Regions from separate parts of the Mus musculus genome. Here region 1 is linked to region 2. A link is a contact called in public Hi-C data. All regions are on one chromosome and are shown on one strand. Each heading gives the region's core, a stretch centred on a gene start, on an enhancer-like site or on the middle of the called end of the contact. The rest is flanking DNA. Distances are from core to core; before and after follow the strand shown. Region 1 holds the start of 1700017G19Rik (RIKEN cDNA 1700017G19 gene). Region 2 has its middle 56 kb from the start of Gm30184.

Region 1 (4,093 bases), core at 996-3,495, 120 kb before region 2:
AATAACTTCCATCAGATTGGCCTGTATGCATGTCTGTAGGGTATTTTCTTGGTTACAGATGGATGTGGGAGGGCCCACCGGGAGGACCCATCCCACTGTGGGTGACGTCATCCCTGGGTAATGAGCCTGGGTAGTAAGAGAAGGCAGGCTGAGCCAACCTAGGAAAGCAAGCTAGTAAGCGGTGTGTCTGTGGTTTCTACTTCAGCTCTTGCCTCCAGGTTCCTGTCCCGAGTTCGACTTACCTGGATGACAGACTGAAACCTGCAAGCCAAATAAACCCTTTCCAAGTTGCTCCTGTTCGTAGTGTTCCTCACAGAGCAGAGAGCAGACTACGTTATTCACCTTTCCCCTAGCTAGGCTGAAAACACAACGTTTAGAATTTGACATCCTCTCTCACCTGCCATTCTCTGTAAAAGCAAACTCCTCCTTAAAACCTTGTTTTAAAATTTTAATTTAATTTTAATTTTGTTCCACACTCCCCTTCTGTGGCGTCTCGGGTCAGGTGGAGTGTAGCTTCATGGCAGGGTCTTTTCTATCTCCTAGACTGCATCAGCTGTTAGATTCTCTTGCTGAGGCTCCCGAGACCCTTCCTTCCCTAGTTCATCCCGTCAGTACTCTGTCTCAGCGACAAGAAACAGATGAGGACACGCATGCATCATCTCACACTGTGTCCCGTGGTCTGTGCAATCATTAAATACCAGCTGAAAGTAAAAACTGGATTTCTAACTCCATCCTTAGCAGGTCTCTCACTGGTGTCACTGATTTTATTCTTATATTTAGGCATTTTTATTACAATATTCTTTTAAAGATCTTTCCCTGGGATCATAATGAAAGCGCCGTAAAGCACAGCACAAACCATCCTCCTCCTAACACATTCCTTCTCCTGGTCCAGGCCATGGGCTGCAGTGTGTGTTTTGTGTGCTGCCTTCTTTGGGGAGTGGGCACAGAAAGGTTGTTAAGAATACTGTTTTTGGGCTGGGGAGACAATGCAATTGAAAAAGTGCCTCCCTTAAAAAGCTTGAAGATCTGAAACCCACCACTTTTCATGCCAACCTAAAAATTTAATTTAAAAAGCAATTTATCTTTGACTTTATTTTAGTGATTTAATTGTTTATTTTGTCTTGGTGGCTTTTTTAAAAAATAGCATTGCAATTTGATCAGTCTGTGATAACTGGGAGAAAAATCAGGTTTACAAGTAGTTTGTAAATACGATGTGAAATCATTCAGGTGATTTTAAAAGATGATTTAAGAGATTTCAAACAATCAGCATAACCCATGTTAAATTAAGAAAGGACGAAAGGAAGGAAGGAAGGAAGGAAGGAAGGAAGAAAGAAAGAAAGAAAGAAAGAAAGAAAGAAAGAAAGAAAGAAAGAAAGAAAGAAAGAAAAATCCCCTTTTAGGTTTAAAAAAAGCAAAAGAGCGCCACCTTGTGGTTTTCAGAAGTAATGTCCAATTTGTATTTGCTGATTTGGAATCCTCTACAGCAAAGCTGTTGATGCAGCTCCTGAATCATATGGAATTAGTCCATCTTACGATTATCTATTTTTTTGGGGGGGGGGAAGTGTCTTGTTTTAATACTGGAAGGTTCTAGAGACTTCTCTTTCACACCTTCCCTGCACACTGCGTGTGATGGGGAAATTACACCGGACGGACAGTAGGGGTGAAATCCCTACTTTCTTTGGCTCCTGGTGAGGTCACGCCTCCCCTAGGCTGCTGACCTAGCACAGGAGGGCTGAGATAGACCGCACCCTGGGGGAAAGATGGACTCTGTCCACTTAGGACAGCTGTCCTGGACTTTTAGTTCCTTCTTTTCATGCAAACATTTCCCTTTACAGAATCCTTGTATATTCGACTCTGCTTTGGTGCCTGCTTCTCTAAGACTATCTTGAGATCCCATCTGAAAGTCTCATGGAAAGTGAGGATGTGGAGACAGGAGACTTAGATTCTAGGATTTGGACTACCTTGTTATCAGTACCTAGTGCTGAAAGGGCAGGTGTTCTAGAATACCGGTGGGCTCAGAAGCTCCAAGATCACAGGCAGTACTTCTGACGTAGCCTCTGCCTTACGTCACTGCAGCCACGATGGCTTTTGTATAACCCTGACGGTGCGATGCGTCAAGTCAAATCCCCTTCTAGAATCACACTTCTGTGAAGAGCCATGGGTGTCATCTCCGTAAACGCACAACGCATCATGTTGATTGTTACGTTTAAGCATAAGGGCCAGTTCCTCTAGGGAGACAGATTCGTTGGACTTTTATCACTGAAATGGGAAGCATGCTATTGTACCGCCACTGAGGACTGTCCGTGTTGTGCCGGGGCAGAAGAAGGTTTATGGTTCTTGACAGAAAAGCCACGGTAGTTACAGCTTTAAAAACTGCAGAACGGTCTACCGCACTCTTGCTTGTCCCCTGACACCACATGGTGCCAGGACCCTAGGAAAATAAGGTCGAGAGGCAGAGGCAGAAAGGAAACAAACAACACAGCAAGGGGGTGGAGAGTTCAGAGAGAGCCTCTGCCTTGCTGCTGGGTGACCTCAAACCTGGGTGAGTCACATGCCTTCTTTAGCTTGTTTCTGTATCTGGCAGAGAAACAAATATCCATCTTAGATTGAAGGCAAAACAAAACATCCCCTTCCCCCCAAAACCCACTTGAGAACATTTAAAACGAAGCACATTTGTCTACTGAGGTTTTATTATTATTGCTAACTTTATTTTTATGAAATTATCTGCTAAAGAAAACAATTAGGCATCTTAATCTTTTATTAGGAATTATTTGCACCCCACTCCCTCACACCTCCACCCCTCACCCCAATACCCCCACCCCATCCCCCACCTCTGCAGGCAACACTGGCTTTGAACTTGCTACATAGCTGGGCTTGACCTCCTATTCCTTCTGTTTCTACCCCTAGGTGTTGGGCTTACAGGTATGAGCCTGACTCAGAGATGTCTTTGAAATATTCTGAATCAATTATTTAAATAGAAATATTGACTTTCCTTTCCTCCTGCTCTGTAAATTATGTGGATTATTTACTAATAAAAATCATGTTATTTAATTACACTTCAAAGGTTAAGACAGAATAACTATGAGTTAATTTGAGTGCCTGACCTGTAGGAAGCAGAAAAACAGGGGTAAAGGAAGGTCATTTGGTACTGCCTGACTGCGGAAGCAGGGGATGAAAGCGGACATCTTTGTAGACAAGCAATAAATAACATTTTTTTCTCCAATAGAATTTTTGGTGTTCTTTCAGTCCTTTTTTTTTTTTTAAAAAAACCTGTTAATTTGTCTCTACAAATTATATTTTAAGACTATAATCTTGATATTATATCCTGCCTGACTTATTCATTTGTAATTAAAACATAAAATGATAGCGCCCAACTCTTCTTTATGTCTTATGCAATCCTGAAACATATGACGTTACTATGAAATACTTGATATTGCACTCTGCTTAATCTAAGCAAGAAGAGAGTGACAATCTGAGACGCTCAGGAATGCACAGGGCTTGGGTGGGTACAGGGAGTCAGCTCAGGTCATCTGAGGAACACCATTCCCCCCCCCCCCCCCCGTTTGGTCCAAGCTTCGTATTCCTGGGTTAGAGTCTGGCCAAGGTTGTCTTCTGTGCCCATTCCTTGGTCCTCAGATTGTGGAGTGTCAGTTCTACAGAAGATGAACAGCCGGATGGTTCTTATTCTTTCCACGACTTCTTGGAATGATTGCTGGTATGTAGAGAGTTACGGCAGACACACTGGAGCACTGCAGTTTGGCACCTTCCCAGGTAAATTATATCCGTTTCCTGTTTTCTTTCTCCAGAAGGGCCATTACCAACAAGGGCACTCACTCCTCAGGGGCACTGGATGCATGTGCAAATGGAGTTTATATTGTAGAAATAGAAGCTCTTTGTAGGCACACACAGGAGTGGCTCTTGAGACAAATTGTATGTTGCGTCTTTGAGAATGACTCTTGCAACTGCTTTAGGGTGTTATTAGCTGGAAAGGAGGCCACATGGGCACACTATGTATATCCAAAAAATTTACAGGTACTTCTCTGATCTTCACCACTTTGATCTTCACCTCTCTGATCATATAATACTGTGATAT
Region 2 (4,479 bases), core at 187-2,686:
CAGACACTCTTGTCTCTGATAGCCTTGGCATTTTAGGGGTTTCATGGTAAGCGTTGTGAAGAATATCCCTCAGTCCACCCTTTTCTGTTTCTCAGGTTAGGACTGGGGATGTAAGTTTTCTTTTGGAGAGTTAGAATAAACAGCATACTCCTGGACAAATCACACCAAGCCAGCACAGGTCTGAAGTGGGAGGCTTTATTAACAGAGGCACCTCTGAAGGGTAAGGGGAAGATGTGAAGATAAGAGAGAATTATGTGTCAGGGGTTTGAGTCTTTTATCCAGCCGTGACAGAGGTGACACATTCGCAGGGAGGTGTTCGACGGGTGCCATGGCAATGGACCCAGAAGTGGTGCTGTTGCCTAGAGGTGACATAGTCGCTGGGTCCGGGAACTGGCAATAAACAGTTTCTGGCTATCCATGGATGCACCTAATGCTAACATGGAGAAAGGTTACAGAGATTGTAACTTTTTCAAGAGTGCATACCTTAGGCTTGTCTTATCGTTTGCAGTGTTGATGATGAACACCTGGCTGAAGGAGTATCCCAGGGTGCTCCACTGTGGAGTTAATTCACCCTTCCTCCACCATCCATCTGGCTCCATCAGATTATAACAATGTTGGTGTCATGAAACCAGCAATTGTTTTGAGACAGGATCTCAGGTAGCCCAGGTTGTCCCAGACTTGCTATGTAGCCAAGGATGACCTTGGTCCTGATCCTCCAGTCTTCACCCCCTAAGTACCAGGATTACAAGTGTGTGGCACCAAGCCAAAATTCTATGGTGCTGGGGACTGAACCCAGTCAAAAATTCTGGGCAAGCACTCTCCCAACTGAGTTACACATCCCTAGAAACAACAACAAAAATATAATAAATCATAGGCTCCTTATGAAGGTCTAGTACATAAGGTTTCCAAATGTGCCTTAAAATATTAATGAATTAAATATATTAAAGGTATTAAATATAAGCCTTTAAGCTAATCCTTTCACTGACAGTTCAAATTAACAAATGTTTAAGAAATCTGAGGTCCTGGTCTAAGATCATGCAAGAGAGATTCTGGACAAGAGAGTCTGTGATACATATTAAAGCTTGCATCTACTTAGGGCAGCCACTTACTCTTTTTTAAAGAGCAAAGCTCAAGTTATATGACCTTCTGGGTGCCTGCTAAGTGATTTGTGACACAGACATTTTGAGCACACGCGGAAGAGAGAGCCTTATCCAGCGGGTTTTTCTTTTTCAAGGTAGTTTCAGACAAGAACAGGGGCAGAAATGTCTCCTTTCTCCCTTCATTTTGGATTCCATTTAACTGAGACTGGAAATTCGAGATGAAAATATGAAAGAACAAGAGAGGGAGAGGTGGGAGCAGCAGTCTTAGCCCGGAGGGGTGGGTCTGAGTGATTTATGATGGGCCAGGGGAAGTGGGGGGCCTCTTCCACACTTCTCAGGAAGGCCGCGATGAGTTGCAGTAACAATCCCTTGACTACTGCAGCCTTGTTCAAATAAGTCCTTCTGTATTCCAGCTTCCTTTCAAGCTCATGAGCGGTACCCACCTCAGCTTAAACGGCCAATCGGTTTCTTTCTGCCTCGAAGAAGGAAGTCTCTGAGGAGCTTTGCAATTTTACTAGCTCAAGAACGTCAACACTCAGCCTGGACCAGATCGGTCACGGAGGCAGCAGTTGCTCTTTGTGAAAACACATCTCTCCTCGGGCTTTAAATCACAGCGTTTCCCTCTCTGCCACTGGCTTTCTCCGTGGAAACGGACTGTAGTTTGATTACTTCTCTACCACTCATCCAAGAATTCCTGACTCCTGTGGGAATTGAATGCAAACCCGGAATGATGTTTGATTTTCTTCTCATGAATGGCAGAAGAGGGACAATCCCAAACACTCTTCCAGCGTCATTAGGAGGAAATACCTCATGAGATCGTGAGGCATCAAATTTGACTTTCTCGGAGGATTTTGTATTCAGAGATGCTGGTCCGAGAGACTGGTAGAACCAGGGTTCTCAGGTATATGGCATTGTCTCAGTTAGGATTACTCATGCTGTTATGAAATACCATGACCAGAAGGAACTTGGAGGGAGATTTATATGGTCTATATATCCCGAATCACAGACCATTGCCAGAAGCTAAGACTGAAACTCAAACCAGGCATAGGTAGGAACCTGGAAGCAGGAGCTGATGTAGAGGCTGTGAAAGAGAGCTAAACTGGCTCACTTCCTCAGCCTGTCTTCTTACAGAACCCAGAACCATAAGCCCTGAGACGGACCCACCCACAGTTGGTGGGCCCCGGCACACCAATAACTAGTTAAGAAAATGCCCCGTATGCTTGCCCACAGGCTACTCTTATGGAGGCGTTTCCTCAATCGAGCTTCCTTCCTTTAAAATGGCTTCAGCTTGTGTTAAGTTGACATAAAACTAGCCTGTACAAGCAGGCTGGGGACACAGTCTTGAAGGTCATGAACTTGGGAGCCAGGCCACATTAGGCTCTAATGCTGACTTGGGCACTTAGACTTTGTATACCTGGTGCAGGTTCCTTAAACTTTCTCTGCCTCAGTTTCCTTACCTGTTCATAAGGATAACAATAGTCCTGGCTCCCGAGGACACTCTGAGGATTCAGTCATGACAAATGTAAAACACTTAGACAGGTTTATTACATATTCTGTGTTACTACCTACTATTTGTGACTAAATGGTGAATCCTGAGATTCTCGAGAAAGAAAGGACCAAGTCCACATTTTTTTTTTTTTTCAATTTAAAGCAAACTGTATTTGGGAGTACTTGAGACTGGCCAGCTGGCTGTCTCTCCCTAAGTCAGGGTTTGAGCGAGCAATCTCCACTGGCTCCTTGAAGTCCCTCTTATAGGAGAGATAAGGTATTCATAGGGGTGAGAGGGTTGGTGGTTACTCTCTGTTAAAAGGATACAAGGAACAAAGGCAAGGATGTAATTCAAGTGAACTGGAGGTTCCAAGCAGTAACAAAGGCAAGGATATACATCAGTGAATGTGGGTTACAAGCAGTTTATGTCAAACCAGGAACTTGCTCCTGATTGTGAATAGAAGCCTTAATTAGCAGGGACATAACACAGGACAAATGGCCTTAGAAGCCTTAATTAGCAGGGACATAAAATGAGGCAAACTTAACTTATCTTTTAGCTAGGATTTAGGACCAAATGGGAGCTTCTTTTGAACGGTTTTAGCTGTAAGCAGAGCAAGCACTTTTTCCATAAGGTGTATTCTGTTTTGGTCTTACATCCACCTGGGCGGTATTTGTTCCGGTTCTGTCTCCCATAAACATTCTCTGGTGTGTTTGCTGGACGCTTGCATTTGCCCCCTTCCCTCCCTGACTTTGTCCCTGGCAGATGACTACCAGTTGTGAGCAGTATTTTCTGAACCCTCTTTCCAGCTGATTTTAATGCTGGGCTCAGCCAGGGGAGGATCTGGGAGTGTGGATGGGTGGAGGGGAAGGGAGGCATGCATCTCCTCTCGTGCTTCCATGCAGTGTTTGCTCCTGCAGTGGAACGGCTTCTGTAAGCTTCAGCTCCTGTCTTGCAGCCGCTTCTGCAATTCTTGCTCTCACTGGGTCCCATTTCAGCTCTGGAGTGCCACCACTTCCCTGGGAGAGCCTCTGGATGCCCCCAGAGTCCTTTGTTTGTTAGCTCAGTCTCCTCTGTGCCTCTAACATAATTAGTAAGTGTTAGTAAGTGGCCAAGTCAGCATTGGAACCTACAAGGCCGGGCTCTAAAGTTTATGGTCTTTAAGACCGTGTCCCCTGCCTGTCTCTGCTGGATGGTTTCATGTCACTTGACACAAGTGAAAGCCATCTGAGAGGGTGTGAACTTCAATTAAGAAAAACATATCCATATGATTGGCAAGCCTGTACGGCATTTTCTTAATTAGTCATTTGCCCCAGAATCTCCCCATCTGAAGGGTGGGCCTGGAGAATCTTGTTTTCTACTGGGCTTTGACCCATAAGTATGCTATAATTTCATATTTTAATTAGACAGGTTTTAGAATATCCCATCTCTGAGTCTGTTCTTACTAACAAATGGAGAAAGCTTCATTTAAAAGATATGATTATAGATTAGAATACCATTCTTATTTCTTTCTCTGGATTCTTTAAAACATTAATACCTTAATGCATAAAATCTATTTTATTTCATATGTATGTGTGCCTGAGGGTATGCGTGTGTATTACATATATGCAGAAGCCCACAGAAGCTAGAAGAGGGCATTGGATATCCTAGAACTGGAGTTACAGATGGTTGTGAGCCTCCACGTGGAGGTTCCGGACAGAATCCAGATTCTCTGCAAGAACAGCAAGTGCTTCTAACCCCCAGCCATCGCTTCAACCTCTTTCTCCATTGGATTTCTTCATTAGACAGAAATGAAGGTGTGTGGGCGCATAGATATGGACTCCTCAAATCGTTCAACACAGAGCCAAATTCATAATATGTGTTAAAAATTGCCTGTCATAGTGATGGAGATAG

Evidence for each region. A called contact is a pair of places that touch in the nucleus more often than the background predicts.
Region 1: a Hi-C map of nephron progenitors shows a contact between it and region 2, with 1.8 times the contacts expected there. The contact joins the promoter of 1700017G19Rik here to the enhancer-like site in region 2. A contact is called at or near these places in 4 of 39 promoter capture datasets (the 3T3-L1 cell line, embryonic stem cells and hippocampal neurons) and 6 of 484 Hi-C or Micro-C datasets (the G1E-ER4 cell line, adipose-derived mesenchymal stem cells, embryonic fibroblasts and 3 more).

What each region holds. Positions count from the first base shown.
Region 1 is chr3:40,521,064-40,525,156 of GRCm38.p6, reverse strand. 1700017G19Rik (RIKEN cDNA 1700017G19 gene) reads left to right here and starts at 2,245. Exons shown (of 6, transcript NR_040445.1): 1 at 2,245-2,542; 2 at 3,637-3,771.
Region 2 is chr3:40,395,443-40,399,921 of GRCm38.p6, reverse strand. No RefSeq gene overlaps it. Among named protein-coding and RNA genes, the nearest start is that of Gm30184, 56 kb to the left of the region's middle. Within about 2 kb of position 1,436, at least 10 of the 459 cell types and tissues checked have an H3K27ac peak or open chromatin away from gene starts, as enhancers often do. A contact at or near this core is called in nephron progenitors, where this site is marked.